Linked DNA regions of Mus musculus: region 2 is linked to region 1. The links are chromatin contacts, called in public HiChIP or PLAC-seq maps. All regions are on one chromosome and are shown on one strand. Each heading gives the region's core, a stretch centred on a gene start, on an enhancer-like site or on the middle of the called end of the contact. The rest is flanking DNA. Distances are from core to core; before and after follow the strand shown.

Region 1 (4,663 bases), core at 254-2,753:
ATTCAAAGGTGCTGAAGACCTTAGGGCAGATGCAGTTTTAAATAAAGTTGTAGGTTCTGATCTCATTTGGTTCCGATCCAGGTTTTTAATGTATGTCTGGACCCATTCCTTCTTGGGGTCAGCACAGACCTCTCTCTTGAGCTTGGTGACAAAACTGTGGGAAGAGAAAAGACACTGTTAGATGAAGTTCAGTCTGGTATACATGGAGGGGCTGTGTAGAGCTCAGCGGGGGAGGGCAGGTAGAAAAAGGGGACTCAAAGTGACCTGCTTCTCCTGCAGGTTTTCTAAGATAAGCTTGTGGAGTAGAAAGGGCCTGAACAGCAGCCATAGAGACAATGCTGTTGAGAACTGCCTTTGCCTTCTTGGCCTTGGTTTCCCCATTGGATCTGAGTGTGTGACTGACTATAAGTATATGAGGACCATCCCTTGTTCTTAAGGAAAAACCTTTGGACCAGGGAGGGCCGGGGTATGTAACTCACACTACAGCTTCTTTGGGACACCTGCTGCTGGTGATCCTCTTGTAGCTCTCCAGCCTACTCATTGGGATCATCTTGCTGGTGAATGAGTAGCAGCAGGTGAGTGGGGCGTTAACTGCATCTGGAGAGTAAAAGAGAAGCACATTAGGACAGGAAAGATGCTTCTGACCTTAGAGAAGAGAAGGACCACGGGGAGAAGGCAGTTTCAGCAGGATGGGATATAAATGCCAATACATCAGATCTGGGATGTGATCTTTGACAACAGACTCAGTTATTTGCAGCTTAAAGTAGGCTCACAGTCTTGGGTAGAGGGATGCCATTAAAACTATGTGACTCTGGGGACTGTCATTTGGGGGAGTTAGAAGTCAAATTACTATGACCTGAGAAGATTACCTGAGTACATTACTGTAGGCTGCAAAAAAAAAAAAAAAAAAAAAAAAAAAAAAAAAATCAAATCATGAGTATCTCTGATCCCAACCACCTCCGCTAAGCTGCTATCTCTGGAAGCAGGGCTGGGTGAAACACAGCTCGGATCTTGGATCTCTTCCCCTTTCTCCTCTATCTGGAAAAAGGCACCAACCCAAGCCTCTGTTTGATCACCCAGGTTCCCAAATACTGAGGGAAGTAACTGGAACAGGAACTATATGAAGGTGTGATTCCAAATTTAGATCTAACAATTAAAATTCTAGTTGCTTTCCAGAAGCAATCTTGTAATTGGGTTGGCTCTTTGTCCTTCCTTCTTTATGCTCCTTATCTTGGTTAAAGAAAAAAAAAAAAGTACCTGACCATGTGAGACTATGCTATCACAATCCACGACAATTCAAAAATGGGGTGATATGCTGGGAAGGGAGCTGGGGGGGTCTCACCTGGCTGAGCCAACACGTGGATGCTCCAGCCGGCAACTGTGAACAGCAGGCCCAGAAGCATGACAGGGACCTGCATGGTGGTGGAGGAAGAGAGAGCTGGCTTCAGTGAGAGTTGGCTGGTGCTGGTGCTGGGCTGGCCTTCCTCCCGTCTGGCTCTCTGCACTTCTGGCTGCTCTGAGGCAGCCTTTTATTGTAAGCCAGGGGGGTGGAGTCAGGCAGGGTGCTTGGTGCCAAGGAGTAGCATCACCCTGGATAAGTGATGGAAAGTGGAAGTTGAATCCGCTGAGTAAGTGCAGAGCCCTCGGGTGTTTCCAGGAAGTGGAAGAGAGAAACTGTGGGTTGGAATTTGGTATTTTTCTAGCCACTCCTGGGAGCAAATGAAGCTGCGCAGGGAGTAGGGGGGGGGGGGGGGAAAGAGGGAAGAATTGGCAGTAATTGTACTACTGTGACCACAAGTGTGAATGGAGTGGCTCTGCTTTCACTGAAATAAAAGGAAGTGGCCAAGGAACCTAAAGTCCTTAGGAAGAAGATGCTTGGAAACACAGCCTAGCTTGCCCCTGGCTCAAGGAACCTTGCAGCTGGGAAAGGACCCCCAGTAAGTCGGCTGAGTCCTTGGTTATCAGGCCTTGTTGAATACAGCATTCTCTCCACTTGGTGGTTACCAGATATTTTGCAGCACTAAGAAGCTTTGTGACATTGATATGAACTGTCTGAGTTGTAAAAGTCCAGACCTGGAAAGCCATATACATGAGCTCATGGTGCAGAAGAAATTTCTATATAAAACTCACCTAGTGCTTACTCTGGGCCAGGAGTGGTTGGAACCCTTCACAGTGCAGTCTCTAATTTCCCCAGCTCTGGTAAGTAGATGCTGTTACTCCCCATTCTCAGATCAGGCAGCTGAGGTCCAGAAGGGTCATGTAGGTAACTGCCCTAAGAGTCCCTGGAACAGGACCCAGGTAGCTCCAGCCTGGCTATCATCACATTACCTTCAAACTAACAGACAGCTAACGGGCCATGGAGAAACATGCCTTTTGGTTAAGTCATGATGAATTAGAAGCCTGTGTGTTAGCGTTTACTACTCCTGGTAGCTCTCTGCCCTGTTTCCTTCGTGATTTCCAGGGACCATGAGTGAGCCAACTGGAATGTCTGGCTTAATTCAGCTTTCCAGGTTTAGATTTCTTCACAAACAGTGTGATCAAAGCGATAAAATCTGAAAGCCCTTAGAATTCATTTCAGCAGACTCTTGATAAAAAGAGTGGCGCTCTCACATGCGTGCCAGTGGCTGAGCGGAGTCTTCCACTCAGGTATCTTGATTTCCTCCTTCCTCTGTAGCATCCTTTTGAGTCTTTCCTGATTGGCAGAGTTGTACCCAAGATTTGTCTTTCATAGAGAGTCGTGGAGACAATGACTGTAAAGGAATGGGGGGATGCTTGGAAGAGAACAGTTCTGAAGTTAATATATTTGTGATAGGAAATAAGCTTTATCAAACAAGCTGCTGTGTTTATTCCATGGCAAGTGGTCCTTAGCAGCATTGTGATGGCTTACCAGGAGCCAGGCATAGTCAGTTGTCAAAAACCTAATTACCCATAGGTAACACAGGTGACACGGGGTGGGGGTGGGGCTGGTGCTTCCAGAATGCTTCCCTGGACCTGAGATTTGTTTTTTGGTTTTTCGAGACAGGGTTTCTCTGTATAGTCCTGGCTGTCCTGGAACTCACTTTGTAGACCAGACTGGCCTCAGAAATTTGCCTGCCTCTGCCTCCCAGGTGCTGGGATTAAAGGCGTGCGCCACCACGCCCGCTTGGACATGAGATTTAATGTCTCACAATGGATGTTAGTTTCCTAGTTTGCGGTACCTCTTGGGACCCTCCTTTTGTTCACCTATATCATGATCTTGCTAGTCACTGTCCTCCTCCTGACTAGTGTCCAAATTGTTCTGGATTTAGCCCAATTCTTTTCCTGTATGTCACTCAGTTTCCCTCAAATATGTGAATTATTTCAGGATTGGAGGCAGTAGTTGTGCGTAGTCATTTCTACCCAGAGCATCTCGTTGCTACCTCCACGAAGTTTTCCTCATGTTCATAGATGCCCACAGCTCATCTGTGAGAATGTTATCTATGAAATCTAGTCATTCTTTTGGGCTTTCTGTAGCATGAACAAGTTGAGAGATGCCATTATTATGAATCTGAGACACAAGAACCCCAGGGAAATTGTATAGTGTTGCATTTTCTTTCTATGTGAGGAAGCCTTTCCTGACTGAGATGCACAGATTCATGTGGTCTACAGTCACAGAAAAAGGCCCCTGGCTTTGTGGGCAGGCTTCTGAGCCTGGGAGATCACCATTGCAAAGTGAATTGGCCGCTGCAAGCTTCAGTTAGCACAGGAGGCAGCGCAAATGTGAATCATAAACGAAAGAAAGGAGAGTTATTGTCTGTTTCCCTCTCACTTCACTCTGTCAACAAAGGATGTTCTTCCCAGCGGGCAGGTCAGAGGCAGAGTAGGATAAGAGCGTGGAAATTCCCATTCTGAGGCAGTATTGGAAGTTCCCAGACCCTTCGGGAGAGATATTTAGCTGGAATGTGAGCTCCAGATGCTGGGCCTGCAGCCAAGCAGTTCTCTCATGGGCCGGAGAATCTGAAATGACTCAACAAAGGCCTAGTCTGAGCTCTGGCTTGGGAGCAGCCAAGGGAAAGGCCCGGGGAAGAGATGTAATGGGGTGAGGACTGATAGAACATCAATCCCCAGCCTCCCAAGAGCCTTGGGCCTTTTTATTTATTTACTTATTCTTTAACACCCAGATGGACAATGGAACGTTTTTTCTGAGTGAATAACCTTCTTTTCCTTCCTGCACATGTGCCCTGGTCAGTGTCACATCCTCCCACTCAGTGTCAGAGTGGGAGAAAGAAGAAGTGACAGTGGACTTTCTAGAAAGATCAGAAGCACTTCCTAGGCCCTCGGCTGGCCACTTGTACAGTTCACTTGCTTGCTTATTCCTGTTTGTGTAGCTTACAGTCTTCTGACTTATGCCTCCAGATGATCTCCCCATCCCCTAAGCCTTTGCATGGTGTACATAGTTTGGTCCCTGGTCATCCTCCAAACACTATCCTCTACTCTCACCTAGTGAGCTCCCAGGTCCAGGTAGACCAGGCCTGCATGCCTAGGACTTTGAAAGTGCCGTCCTTTCAGGGACCATGGTTTTCCATCATTTTTTTCACAGAATGTCTAGTGGAAAGGGGACCTCCATGCTGAAGTGCTTGTTTCTCAGATGGAGGGACTGGGGCCAAGATCAATACCATGACATGCTCAGGGTGACTAAGGCAAG
Region 2 (4,682 bases), core at 1,171-3,670, 160 kb before region 1:
AGACAGAGACAGAACAGAGAGAGGCCTGAGTCTTGTGGCTTCCTTCAAGAGCATGCCCCATAATGAGCTAAAGAATTCTCACTGAGCCCCATCCAACCCTTAAAAGCTCTACCTCCTCCTTCCAGTACTGCCTCTCTGGACCAAGTCTCCAACACATGGATCTTTGGGAGACATTTAAGATGCAGACCATAGCTCTAACTGAAAATGGATTTTTCTCTGCAGTGTATTTTGGTCAGCTACATCTTTGGATGAAGTGGATCTGAGATTTCCAGAAAGAAAACTTATGCCAATGGTGGAATGCAGTTACATGCTCATTAAGTTACCAAAGGACAAGGAGAATGGCAATGGCAAGTGCCGGAGACTCAGCTCCGTAAGTCAGGATCTGAACAGAGCTGGTCCAGTTTTGTGTGTTCCAGCTATCAGGGGTGAGTTCATGCCCTCTTTTAACACTATTTTCCTCTGGAAAGTTAATTTAAAGAAAACCATCACATGTAGAAAATGAGGCTTGGGAAAAGTAGTCATAACAGCGTTATTTGGAAATAACTGGCTAAATGTCTATAATTAGACGCATAAATACCTAATACCCAGCATCTAAACAACCAACTAAGTATCTATAATTAGATTTTGTCAGCCCTGTTTGATGAAATATCTTTTCAGTCATCACCATGGCAATTATGGAAATTAAGGAGCATCACAGAAAACATTTACAATACAGCAGAGGATAAAAAGAGCACAGGAATCAGTTCGGGATGATGGGGACAGCATAAAGATGCTCCTACAAAGAGAGAGGCAGTGGCAGGTGAGAACTGCTTCTCTGAAGGGCTGTCACAATTGCTGATTTGCCATTTGCATTTTCCTTCATGTTACCATGAAAAAAATTTCGACTCCAAAGGCAATATGCAATATCAAAGGTAAGTTGAACCCAAGGCAGCTTGCTCACTATACTACAGTCTGCCCTACCTACGAGTCATGGAGCGAGAACCACCAGAGTGTGAAGAGTTGCATTGACATCTACTATAATGTGTCCCCTTGACATTTTGAGCTTTTCAGACTCAGCCAACCAGACTGTGTGTGTGTGTGAGAGAGAGAGAGAGTGAGTGAGAAAGAGAGAGAGAGAGAGAAGATATTGTGGAAGTCAGAGATGGACTTCAAGTGTCTTTCTTTGATTGCTCCCTACCTTATGTTTTGAGACAGAGTCTGGCACTGAAACCATTGCTCATTGCTTCAGTAAGGCTGTCTAATGGGCCCCAGAGACCCATCTGTCTCTAGCATCCCCTGAGATCTGGGTTACACACACATGCCACAATGCCTGGCTGTTTATATGGGTGCTGATGATTTGAGCTTAGGTCCTCATGCTTGCATGGCAGGTAGTTTAACACTTGAGCTATCTTCTAGGCCCCTGTCTGTAAATCTTAATGACAAAGTACACAACGGCCCCTGTGTGGCAGTCCAGAGCCTCACACAGTCATTCATCTAAACGCCAGTGTAGAATACCTACAGATAATTCCTATTTCCTCATCTTCCCCACTGAGGATGGCATGTTTCCAGAAACAAGATCTTCTCCTGGAAGCTAAGATTCTGGACTTGTTTCCCAATGAATTATTGCTGTGCTCTTTAGCCCCCAAATAGTTACTATTCATCGAGAACTCAGTGCACGGGACTATACAGGTGATCTCAAAGTTTAGGAAAAAAGGAATAGACAGGTGCTGTAGGAAGAGTTTATGAAGAGATGATGGATTCCTGATCCCAGGTTCATGACTCAGTTGGACCCAAGGTCAACAGCTTGTATTTTTTCCTGATTCCCAGGAGCTGCCCTGGCTGTTGGCATAGCATTGGCATCTTCTGGTCCACCGATGTGATCTTGTTGCTCATAGCAACTCTGCACACGCAGAACCCTCAGTTCTCAAATAAGCAGAGCTCAGAGCATCAGCATGGGCTGACAGGTCATTTATCGGTGGCCCCATCCATCCAGGAGCGGAGTGGTAAGAAGATGTGTTAGGAAGGAAAGGAGGCAATGGCAGGGAAAGGAACAGTCCAGATGCCATAGTGCCTGCAGTCACCTGTATTCACTTGCACACACATGCTGGGGTGGGGAAGGGGTTTTTCTAGTTGACCATCTCCTTAGAAGATGAACCGTCTCTGGAAGTCAGAGGTACCTCGCTGTTCCAGTCAGTGGGAAAGAGCTACCTTAGTTATAATCTGTGTGGCTCCTGCTGTCACTAGGAACTCTCAGCAAGGTGACAGACATGTGCCAGGATGCTCTCTGCAGACATACCAGCCCATCCCTCCCAGGCAGGGTGTGCATGGCCCAGCTGGGGAACAAGAAGCATGCAGAGGCGTGAGAGGAAACCCCAGTGTTTGATGAGGTCTTTCACAGCCTCCTCCACTTTCTTGTGAGGCCCAAGGGCAGGAGTGACTCAGCATCCTTTGGCTGAGCCCTTGGAAACCCAGGCAGTGTGTTGTGGGAACCACAAGGGCTCTGAAGTCACACTTGAATCCCAGAACTGCTCCTTTGAAGCCCTAGCAGTCTCCCTGGGCTTCTTCATCTGAAGTAGGGGGCGAGAGAGACTGCCTACCTTCATGGGATGGTCACAATAACTCACCAAACCAATATCTGCTTAGAGCATAGTTGGTACCTTCCAGATTTTTTATGGAGGACTCCGAGGTGGCTCATTTTGACTTCCAAAAAGAGTGAAAACAGCTAGGACATTTTTGATGAAAAAACCAGATGCGCTAGCTAGCTCATCCTGAGATGTGGCTGCAGAGCAGATGAGCTAGCCAATGAGATGCAGGAACGCAGTGTGAGAATGCTACAGGTGTGGGATATGGGTTGTCCCTCAGATCAGTTCAGGGAACAGAGGGATCATCCAAAGCCTGGAAAAATGGTGGTGATCCATATAGTCAAATTGGGTCCTTTTATTAACACACACACACACACACACACACACACACACACACACACACACACACCCTGTGCATGCATATGGTTAATGGTGTAAAAAAAAAGTGTTGGAAAACTTTAACAGACAATTTTTAAAATGTGGAGATGAATGTTTTAACCTAGTGTTTGCTTTTGATTTTGTTCTTTTAAGGCAGGCTCTCTAGCCAAGGCTAGGCTTAAACTCTCAAAGGAGCAGAGAATGAACCTTCAGTTCCCGATTCTCTTGACCACATTCGCTGGGTACTGATATGAGAGGTGGACACTACCCCAGCTGGTTCATGCGATGCTGCTGACCTAGCCCAGAGCCTCCTGCGTGCTTAGCAGACACTGGACCAACTGAGCATGCGCACAGCAACCAGACCTCAAACTTGTATCTTTAAACAAGACACAGGAGTTCTGAGTTAACAGGAAAGATGGATACAAGTGTTAAGTATCCGGTTCCTCTCTTCAAGGCTAATCTGGATCGAGTCATGGACGAGAGAGTGCTTACCACATGTGTCCTAACAGGATTAGTGTTTGAGCCTAGCAAGAGCCCTTTCTACCGTGGGAGGCCGAGTTTTTGTCTGAAATGACTCAGGCTTTTCCTTTACTAAGCCTCTGGCTTTGGGCACAGTTAGTGGAATGCTGCCAGGCACTGCGTGTGCCATGTCCCGGTAGAAGGTTTACAAGCATTCCAAGTTTCTGCCCATCCACTTTCTCACCGATCTGCTGGGAGAGTATACCCTAAACAGAATCTGCCATTGCAGTCTGGGTCCAGGAACTTGACAGATGCGCAGCAAGGACCTGACTCCTTTCACCGTATGAAGCGAGAATACAATTGGTCGGCAGACTTGACAGCGACAAGGAAATGTTTATTGTTATAAACTACTGCTGTTTTATGTTGCCTGTTACTATAGCAAAACCACACTGTGGAGAAACGAATGCCCAGAAGTAGGTATTGTTGCAATCAAAGAGTAGGATACCTGACTTTGGCTTTGGGGCTGAATACCAGACAGCAGGTGATTTTTAGAAGGGCCTGTAAAAATGACAGTGCATGCAATACATTGTGAAGGACTTGATAAAACTCTATCATTTAGAAGTGAGAAGGCAAAACATTAAAATGGCATAAAGTGGTTGAATTTGTGGATTTGAGAGAAGAAGGTTTACAACAGTTGTTGCGAAGGTGAGTTGGTTGTGGCTAGCCTTAATAAGAGACACTTCACAAAGAAGATAGTTCTAAGAACCAGCACTCTTGCAAGCAGAACGGAGAGACAATAGAAAACCGAGACAGGCTGGGTCATACAGGGTTTGGTCGTGTGATCTTCTCACCTTCTTATCCTTGAAGCTTGTAAAATATTCTCAACAAAAATTACGTAGCTTTAGGGCACAGAGTCAAAGTTGTGGCCATTAGTGCTCAACCTAGTGGTCAAAAGCAAATCATTCCATTTGCTAAGACCTCTGATGAGACTAAGGGGCTCTTGGGGAGTCATGTTAAGTGCACTATTATTTTTACAAACATACAACAACAACAACCCACAATAGATAAAAAAAAAATGGGCCCCCCATGGAGCCTGTCAGACACAGTTGCTTATGGGAAGGAGACCTGTCATAAAGCCTGATGCCATTCAGTGACTTGGAATTGCATCTAGAGAGAGTTGGCTTTTCTTCAGGTGGGATGAAGGCTTGACTTGAGTTTCTAAAAATCATCTGCTGTCTGGTGCTTGGGCCCAAAGCCCAAGCTAGGTTATATCTTACACCTTGG

Evidence for each region. HiChIP or PLAC-seq counts read pairs in DNA pulled down with a chosen protein or histone mark.
Region 2: a contact with region 1 is called in a CTCF HiChIP or PLAC-seq map of the NIH/3T3 cell line, with 8 read pairs. The contact joins the enhancer-like site here to the promoter of Ccl2 in region 1. A contact is called at or near these places in 12 of 39 promoter capture datasets (the C10 cell line, the HPC-7 cell line, the SN4741 cell line and 8 more), 1 of 15 datasets of contacts at CTCF or cohesin (the NIH/3T3 cell line), 13 of 484 Hi-C or Micro-C datasets (the AML12 cell line, bladder smooth muscle, bone marrow-derived macrophages and 7 more), 6 of 115 datasets of contacts at active chromatin or transcription factors (the NIH/3T3 cell line, bone marrow-derived macrophages, embryonic fibroblasts and 3 more) and 4 of 9 other capture datasets (adipose tissue, liver, macrophages and 1 more).

The regions. Positions count from the first base shown.
Region 1 is chr11:82,032,417-82,037,079 of GRCm38.p6, reverse strand. Ccl2 (chemokine (C-C motif) ligand 2) reads right to left here and starts at 1,503. Exons shown (of 3, transcript NM_011333.3): 1 at 1,343-1,503; 2 at 480-597; 3 at 1-154. The coding sequence starts at 1,418.
Region 2 is chr11:82,192,864-82,197,545 of GRCm38.p6, reverse strand. No RefSeq gene overlaps it. Among named protein-coding and RNA genes, the nearest start is that of Ccl1, 15 kb to the right of the region's middle. Within about 2 kb of position 2,420, at least 37 of the 459 cell types and tissues checked have an H3K27ac peak or open chromatin away from gene starts, as enhancers often do. A contact at or near this core is called in the NIH/3T3 cell line, the SN4741 cell line and embryonic fibroblasts, where this site is marked.